Regions from separate parts of the Sus scrofa genome. Here region 1 is linked to region 2. Evidence: chromatin contacts called from public Hi-C data. All regions are on one chromosome and are shown on one strand. The core of a region is the stretch at or near the end of the contact, and the rest is flanking DNA. Distances in the headings are between cores, read along the strand shown. Region 1 holds the start of PDCD5 (programmed cell death protein 5). Region 2 holds the start of LOC110261352.

What was found. Hi-C and Micro-C count contacts between places; a contact is called where the count stands out from the background.
Region 1: a Hi-C map of skeletal muscle shows a contact between it and region 2, with 4 times the contacts expected there. The contact joins the promoter of PDCD5 here to the promoter of LOC110261352 in region 2. A contact is called at or near these places in 4 of 47 Hi-C or Micro-C datasets (liver, mesenteric adipose tissue, skeletal muscle and 1 more).

The regions. Positions count from the first base shown.
Region 1 is chr6:42,482,002-42,486,005 of Sscrofa11.1, reverse strand. It overlaps PDCD5 (programmed cell death protein 5), which reads right to left and starts at 2,353. Exons shown (of 6, transcript XM_005655804.3): 1 at 2,173-2,353; 2 at 1,187-1,224. The coding sequence starts at 2,238.
Region 2 is chr6:42,273,069-42,276,916 of Sscrofa11.1, reverse strand. It overlaps LOC110261352, which reads left to right and starts at 2,413. Exons shown (of 7, transcript XM_021097538.1): 1 at 2,413-2,942. The coding sequence starts at 2,413. It overlaps ZNF507 (zinc finger protein 507), which reads right to left and starts at 2,725. Exons shown (of 6, transcript XM_003127012.5): 1 at 2,544-2,725. The coding sequence starts at 2,679.

The DNA.
Region 1 (4,004 bases), core at 1,104-3,603, 210 kb before region 2:
TTGTTAAGTTAACTAAGAGGCAGCATGGGGGAGGGGGAAATGGGGAGTTAATAGATATAGTTTGTTTTACGAGATGAAAAAGTTCTAGAGATCTGTAGCACAATAAAGAGAATATAGTTAATACGACACAACTATACACTTAAAAATGGTTAAGATGGTAAGTTTTACATTATTATTTAAAAAAAAAAATCAGTTAGGAAAAAAGGTAGCATGATGAGGTAACCAGCCATTTATTCAACACACCTGCCAATTGTGAGGTGCTCTGCAAGGTGCTGGGGTAAAATAACACTAAGAATACATTAACAGTTAATATTTATTGAGCATTTACTAAATGTGAACCACTCCTCACAACCTCCCTACCACATAGTCCTATTATCATGCTTATTTTAAGGCAATTACAGTTTAGCGGGGACGCAAACATCAACAAATTTTAGCAGAAAAACATCAATCAGTGATTGTCATATGTGATTGCCATATAGGTCATATGTGTTACTGGGTTCTATACATGTGTATTTAGTTAACTAACAGCAACAACGATTTCTGCAAAAATCAGTATGCAAGGAAAAACTTTAACATTCACACATCTATTAAAAGAACGAAAGTAAAAAAACCCCACTTTTTTGGTGAAACCATCTTTCAAAAAGTTCAGAGTTACCATGGACACAGAGAATAGAGCAAGAGGTGAGTTGAGAGGTGGGCAAAATGGGTGAAGGCTGTCAAAAAGTAAACTTCCAGTTATAAATAAGTCATGGGGATGTAGTACACAGCATGATGACTAGAGTTAATAATACTATATTGTAGGAGTTTTCTTGCAGCACATGGGGTTAAGGATCCAAGGATCCAGCTTGGCTACTGCAGTGGCTTGGGTCACTGCTGTGCCACAGGTTCAGTCCCAGGCCAGGGAACTTCCACATGCTGAGAGCATGACAAAAAAAAAAAAAAAAAAAAGTTTAAAAAATACTGTGTATTTGAAAGTTGCTAAGACAGTAAAAAAAGTTCTCATCACAAGAAAAAAATTATATGTATGGTAATAGATGTTCACTCGACTTATGGGGGGATCATTTCACAATATATACAAACAGGAAATGATTATGTTGTACACCTAAAACTAATGTTGTGTCTATTACTCGTTAACTTAATTTAAAAGGAGCTACTACATTAAAAAACTCAAAGTTCCAGCTCATACCTGTGCTTTGCTTCCTGTTGTGCTGCATCACCAGGATCCTGAAAAAATAATTTTATCTTTTAGGAATTTCACGGAGGAAGAAAAATAGGAACTGTTTGTTATCTCATAGAGGGGAGAAAAAAAAAACAAAACAGGAACGGTTCTAGATTGTTTCTGATGCCTAACAGGCTCCTGCGGTGGTAGAGATGGCAATAAATATAAAAAATAAAACAATAAAATAATAAAGCTTAGCTTCCACTTACTACACGTTCTGATAACCTTCTAAAGTCACAATCCAATAGAATGTTTTAGGATACAAACAACCATTAGGGAGAAGAGCCTCTGTACTATGAAACCGTATTTCATGTGGTAAGGATAATTTCTGGAAAGGAAAATTGTGATTTGGTATTGGGGACGTTGATAATTCAAACAGCGCTTCCTTCCAGACCATCCCGCTCCATCCCTAAAACGCTACTCCCCCCCTCTTTTCAAGATTAAGGCGTTTTAAAAACGGTACTAGAGTTCAGTGTCTGGCTCCTCCCTGGACCCGTCCCTGGGCCCGCTACAGCTTCAGCACCTGGCACAGAGCAGACCCTCAAAAAATGTTTGTCGAGCACTTGGGTCGGAAAAACTGAATTCTAGAAAATATTCGGCTAGAAGGGCTAGATTCAAGGCTAGATTCAAGAGCTAGAGGCACCGAACCCCGACGGGCTGAGCATTCTGCTTGGGACCAATGCCGGCCCTGAGGAGACCGACTCCCTGCCCAGCAGAGGCCTGCGCCAGACCCGCCCGGGACAACACGTGGTCCGCGTGCCGCCCGAACCCCTGTGCCGCGGAGTGGAGCCGAACCACCCCGGAGTCCGCGGGTGAGCGGAGGCGGGGTCCTCGGCCCCTGGGAAGAGCGCGGGCTGCGGCGCCTGCAGCCTCCGCCCGGGGCCGCGCCCTCCGCTTCGGGCGAGGGCGGCGCCCCGCAGGGGACGGGCCTGGCGGGCGGCCGGCGCGCTCACCCCATGCTTCGCCTGCAGCTCGGCCAGCCTCTGCTTCCTCAGCGCCTCGAGCTCCTCCTCAGCCATGGTGCGGCCGTCCCGGGCGAGCAGCCGCAACCACGCTTTGGCCCACTCAGAACTCCGGCTGCCCCTCGGCGCGCGCGCGCGGCCCTCACCACTGCGCAGGCGCCCGCAGCGCCCAGGCATCACCAATCCAACCCGAAGCCACGCCTCCAGCCCCAGCCAGGGCGCGGGGAGAGGCCCGATTCCACGATCGCAGGCGGTGAGGCACCGGGCAGAATCGCTGCGCGGGGCATTCCTTCTCCGGTCCCACGTCTCTTCTGCAAATCTGTGCTCTACGCGTGCCGGCCCCGTCCGAGCTAGAATCCGGCCCCTTGCAGGGAAAGATAATAACCTAGAAACAGGCCATCATCAACAAGCGTAATAGTGGGTAAAATTTGTTGGTGGCTTACAATGCGCTAGGCTCCTATCATCTCCATCAGATAAGGATCCGGGCGCTTAGAAAGGAGTGATGGAAAGGTCCTAAACCTGGATGGTGGTGATGGTTGCACAATTGTTAAATTTGCTCAAAAATATTAAATTTACATTTAAAATAGGTTGGGGGGCGCTGGAGCAAGTAAAGACTCCCTGGTCACCTTGCTATTAAGAAGCCAAGAGTTCCCACTGTGGCGCAGTACGTTAAGCATTCGACTGCAGCGCTTGGGGTGGCTGCTGAGGCCCAGGTTTGATCCCTGGTTGGGGAACTTAAATATGTAGCTTAAGAAAACCCAACAAACAAAAGGAGTTAAAACAGGCCTTACCTGAGAGGTTGGAGGAGGGGCTGTGGGATGTGGTGGTGTGTGGAATGTGGTGTGAACTCTGGTACACGCCTGACACTCCTCCCACCAACACACACACACACACCTCCCTGGAGGTAAAAGCAGGCCTTTGGAGTGGAGAAGTTGGTGGCATGTGTTGTTTTTTTCAGTTGTGGCAATATATAAAATTGACTATTTGAACCATTTTTAAGGGCGCAGTTCAGGAGTGTTAAATACATTCACCTTGTGTAATCTTTAGAACTCTTTTCATCTTGTAAAACTGAATCCATACCCTATAAATAACAACTCCTCAATCCTTTCTACCTTAGCCCTTAAACCATTCTATGAATTTGCCCATTGTAGGTACCCCCATAAGTGGGATCATACAACGTTTGTCCTTTTGTGACTAGATTATTTCCTCCATGTTGTAGCATGTGTTAGCATTTTCTTCCTTTTTAAGGGTGAATAATATTTTGTTATATATATTTTTTTAAAACACATTTCCTTTATTCATCACTCGAGGTGTTTCCTCTTATTGGTTCTCGTGAATGATGCTGTGGTGAACATTGACACATAACTCTTGGGTATAAAGAATTCATGTGCTTTGAATTTGACATTCTTAACCATTAAGGATGGCTTCTCTTTAATATGCGAACAGACAAGATTTTTGCGGGGAGAGATTGTGAAAATGGCAGTCTGGAGTCTTGTCTTCTGTTTCAGGGTGTCATGTTTTGAGATCCACTGTGGACAGTCATGCAGTGGGTGATGTGATGGGTCCTGTGACTCCCACTCACACAGGTCAGCCTTGGGTGGGGAGGAGACAGCCAGGTCAGCAGACACAAGGATTCTAAACTCATTCCCTAGATCAAAAACATGTTCTCAATGAATCAAATATTTAAAAGTTTAAAAGTTAAATTAGGAGTTCCCGTCGTGGCTCAGTGGTTAACGAATCCGACTAGGAACCATGAGGATGTGGGTTCGATCCCTGGCCTTGCTCAGTGGGTTAAGGATCCGGCGTTGCCATGAGCTGTGGTG
Region 2 (3,848 bases), core at 1,164-3,663:
TGAAGACAGCTCAGTATGTTATATAAAGAGCTTTTTCTTTCAGAGTAAGAATTTGTTCTTTCCAATTAGAAAAAAAATCATGTTATACAAGTAACGGCCAATTCCTTGTTCTTCCCACATTATCGTAACTCTAAAATAGAAGGCAGGGGACATAGCTCACGGGTTCCTCTCCTAGAGGAACCTCAGTTAGCTGTGTGACCTTAGGCAAGTCACTGTGTCTAAAGGCTGTAGATGTGTGCACTGTGTCTCTGCAGATGTAAAAGAGTTGTGTTGGATGAACCTTCATGTTCCTGAACTTTCATGTTCATTATCTATAAAAAGTTACCTGAAATTGCTTACACATTAGATTTACCTTACTAACATTAGTTATAATTTCCTTAAATTAAAAACACCTTAGCTTAATGTAGTTACTAATTGCCCACCAAGAAAAACTGAGTATATATATCAAAGTACATGAATTTCATAGTCTAAAATTTCTTAGCTGGCATCTAGCCTGAGAGACTATTTGAATTTGGCAGCTGCAATTAAGACATACGGTCTAACTAATGTTAACCAATATTCAGATTTAACATTTACTAGGGCACGTATGATGTGCCAAGCAATGGGCTGGCAGCTACCAAAATAAGTAAGAGGGAATCCTTGCCCTTGAGGTGCTCACAGACCAGAGAGTAGATTCTGTATATTACTTTAAATAATGCTGCCCTGCTTTTTTTTTTTTTTTTGCAGATGGGGACTCTGAGGCTCACAGATGTAAAGTAATAGCTGGTTGAAGAACTGGAATCCAGGCCTATCTGATTCTAAATCCATCCTTTCTCAATACACTAATTTTCCTCTTATTTCTTAGTAGGAACAGAAAAGTGGATGAAAATATCAATACTGGAAAGAGCAACAGTCCCTCACAGTTAGGCTCTATCAAACACTTTACTGTGTTTGAGCCTCATAACTCTTTGGGACAGGCTAGTGTGTTACACAACTCTACAAATAAGGAAACACTCAGGGCAGTTTAAGTGACTTACCCAAGGTTACATGGCTGTTAAGTGGCAGAGCCAGTGTCTTTCAAATCAATTCCTGAAATTAATACAGTCCCTTGGATCAATCTTCAAAATCCAGCTGTGGCCAAGAATGAAAGTATATAGTATCAAACATTTCTCTTTCTTGGTGAAACAAAGCAATGTTTTGTTTGTTTGTTTGTTTTCAGTATATAATTGCCCAATATTGCATGTCATAAAGAAATTCAGAGGAATGCTCATGCAACCAGATCACGTGACACAAATTTACAAAATTTACCTAACAAGCAGACTTCAGGATTTTGCGAAGGTTAGAAAAAACAGCTCTAGAAACTTCTCCAATAAATTGTGTATTTTATGTTTTAGCTCAGAATTTTTATCTAATTGACTCAAAATACTACCTACTGGTTCGATTGCTAGCACTTTCTAATGAAGAAACAATATATTGTACATTGCCCCTTTAACCTTAACCAAAAACAATCTAAAGGGTGATTCTGCACATCCAACAATTTTACAACTGAATGGCAGCCTGAAAAGATAAGACACAGTGGACTGACCTATATATCTTCTAATGCAGTTTCTTGCCCCTGTTCTACTTTTCTTTGCTACTGTTTATGTTAGCTTGAATGAACCTAAAAGATCAAAGAACGCGAATTCCTTTCACCTAGAATGCAACTTCATGATGATGGTTAAGTAAACAGTTCACTGCCAGGGCAGAAAGCACGTATTTGGCTTTCCTCTGAATTAATTTTAAACGGGTTAGTGAGGTAAAGGAATGTAGAGCCAGGCTTTCTCTTTTGATCAATGATGCAACCCATACACTGAGTCAGAATACTTTAGAAAGTACACACTCAAAGAGGTGATAAATCTAGTAATTGCCGGATAACGGAGATCAGACTGATAGCAAATTACAGCCCACTGCAGTAACTAAAAAGATCGCCTATGGGTTGGGATAGTGGCCTCGGCCTAATTAATCATCCAGGCCTTCCACACACAAACCATTCACTCCGGAAGCTCCCAGGTGTTAGAGGGTGGGAGCTTTTTCCAGTCATCTCTGGGGAGATCACTTCATCGAAGAGGTTCGAAATAGCTGTAGAAGACCAGGACTGTTTCTATGTACCAGCTTTTCCTACACCAAACAGCGGCTAAAGGGCTGGAGCGGTGGGGGTTGAGAAAAGTAATCAAAAGATGCAGTGAGGACACAGTTGTTCGCTCCATCCCTGCTGCCCTAAAGCGATTTCACATCTGCTGATGGGAAGGAAGCGACGCCTCGGCGGGCCTGCCTGCGGACCAGGCTGGTGAGCGGGAGGTTCCCCCCACCCCCAGCTGCAGGGCAAGCCCTGGGTCTCCACAGGCCTTGCCGTAGGCGGCACAGGGAACTGAAAAGAGCCACGGAACTTGGCGCATGTGGCGAGCACCGGTCGCGTGTCGGCCGGCTGAGGAGCAAGCGGGCGCCGGTAGAGGCCTGAGGGGAGGACGCACATGGCCCGCGGCGGCGCTAACAGCGGGCGGAGGGGCGGCCCCGGGGCGCGGTACCTGCGGTCGGGCGGCAGCTGCTGCTTCCGCGAGCCTCCTTTGGCCGGCCGGGAGCCTGGCCGTGCCCTCGCCCGGGTCCTCGCCCACCTCTCTCCCGGCTCTTTTCCCTCTTTTCCCCCGCTTTTCCTTTCCTCATCGGGAGCTCCAAAATGGCGGCGTTGGGAACAGATCACGTGAGCCCCGGGCAGGTCAGGTGACCCGAGTGGCGGGCGGCGGGGGCGGGGCGATGCTCAGGCCCCGCCCACTGGCATCCCGGGGGCGCTTGGCTGGGCCGGCGCGAAGACTGTATCCTGCCTTCTCAGTGCAATGCCCGGCACCTAGGCCGAGTTCATGTGCGGGTTGTCGCGTTTCCAATACCCCTGACGTTGTCTTCTCAGTGGTCGTTGGGTCTAGAAGTCAGTGAGTATTCACTTTGGACTCCCTCTATGTCTTCCAAACCTGCTGTGGGCTAGTTTTATAACCAATTAGCCTCTACCTGATCGCCTTTGAACAGTGGGCGTTGACATTCTTTTCAGCCCGCTGCTTCTGACTTAGTTACCGCTTTGGGTTGGGTTATAATCTTTTTGCGGTTCTTGGCCAAAATGCAGAGGTGCTATCTAGGTTCGTGGCTGGACCTCAAAGTGTGTCTGCTGCGGGGCAAAGCTGGCCCTGGAAGATTTATTTGTGGGAGAGATTGAGGGTTTTCAGGGAATGAACTCATCCTGGGGGTTGTAGGGCCAGACTTGGAGCTTGCTTGACTTAATAACACAGCCTCAGTCCTCTGAGGGCTCAGAGTGTGTGTCGTCTGGATCTGTTTTCCACGTACACTCCAGGGTCGTAAGCAGTCCTGTTCTGGTACCCCGCCTGACAGTAAAATGCAGTGTGAGTGAAGCAGTCCACCCAACTTCAGGAATGGTGGGCAGGTTTTATATAGTAGGAACTATACAGCAGGGTGCTTGTCTCTGGACTGAGCAGGTGGGCCGTGAACAGTAGGAGCAGGGCAAAAACACTGAAGATTCCAGGCGTGGTAATGGACTTGTGCATTGAGATACAGGCATTATGGATTTGGTTCTCAACTACTGCAGTAATGTGAGTTGCATGAAGTTTCTGGTTTCCCAGTGCATATAAAAGTTATGGTTATACTATACTGTATAAGTGTACAATAGCATTGTGCTTGCAAAACAGTATACATGCCTTTATTAAAAAATTCTTTATTGCTAAAACATGCTAACCATCATCAAGCCTTCACAGAGTCGTAATCTTTTTGCAATGATAACATCAAAGGTTATAGATCACTATAATAAATATAGTAATAACAATAAAGAA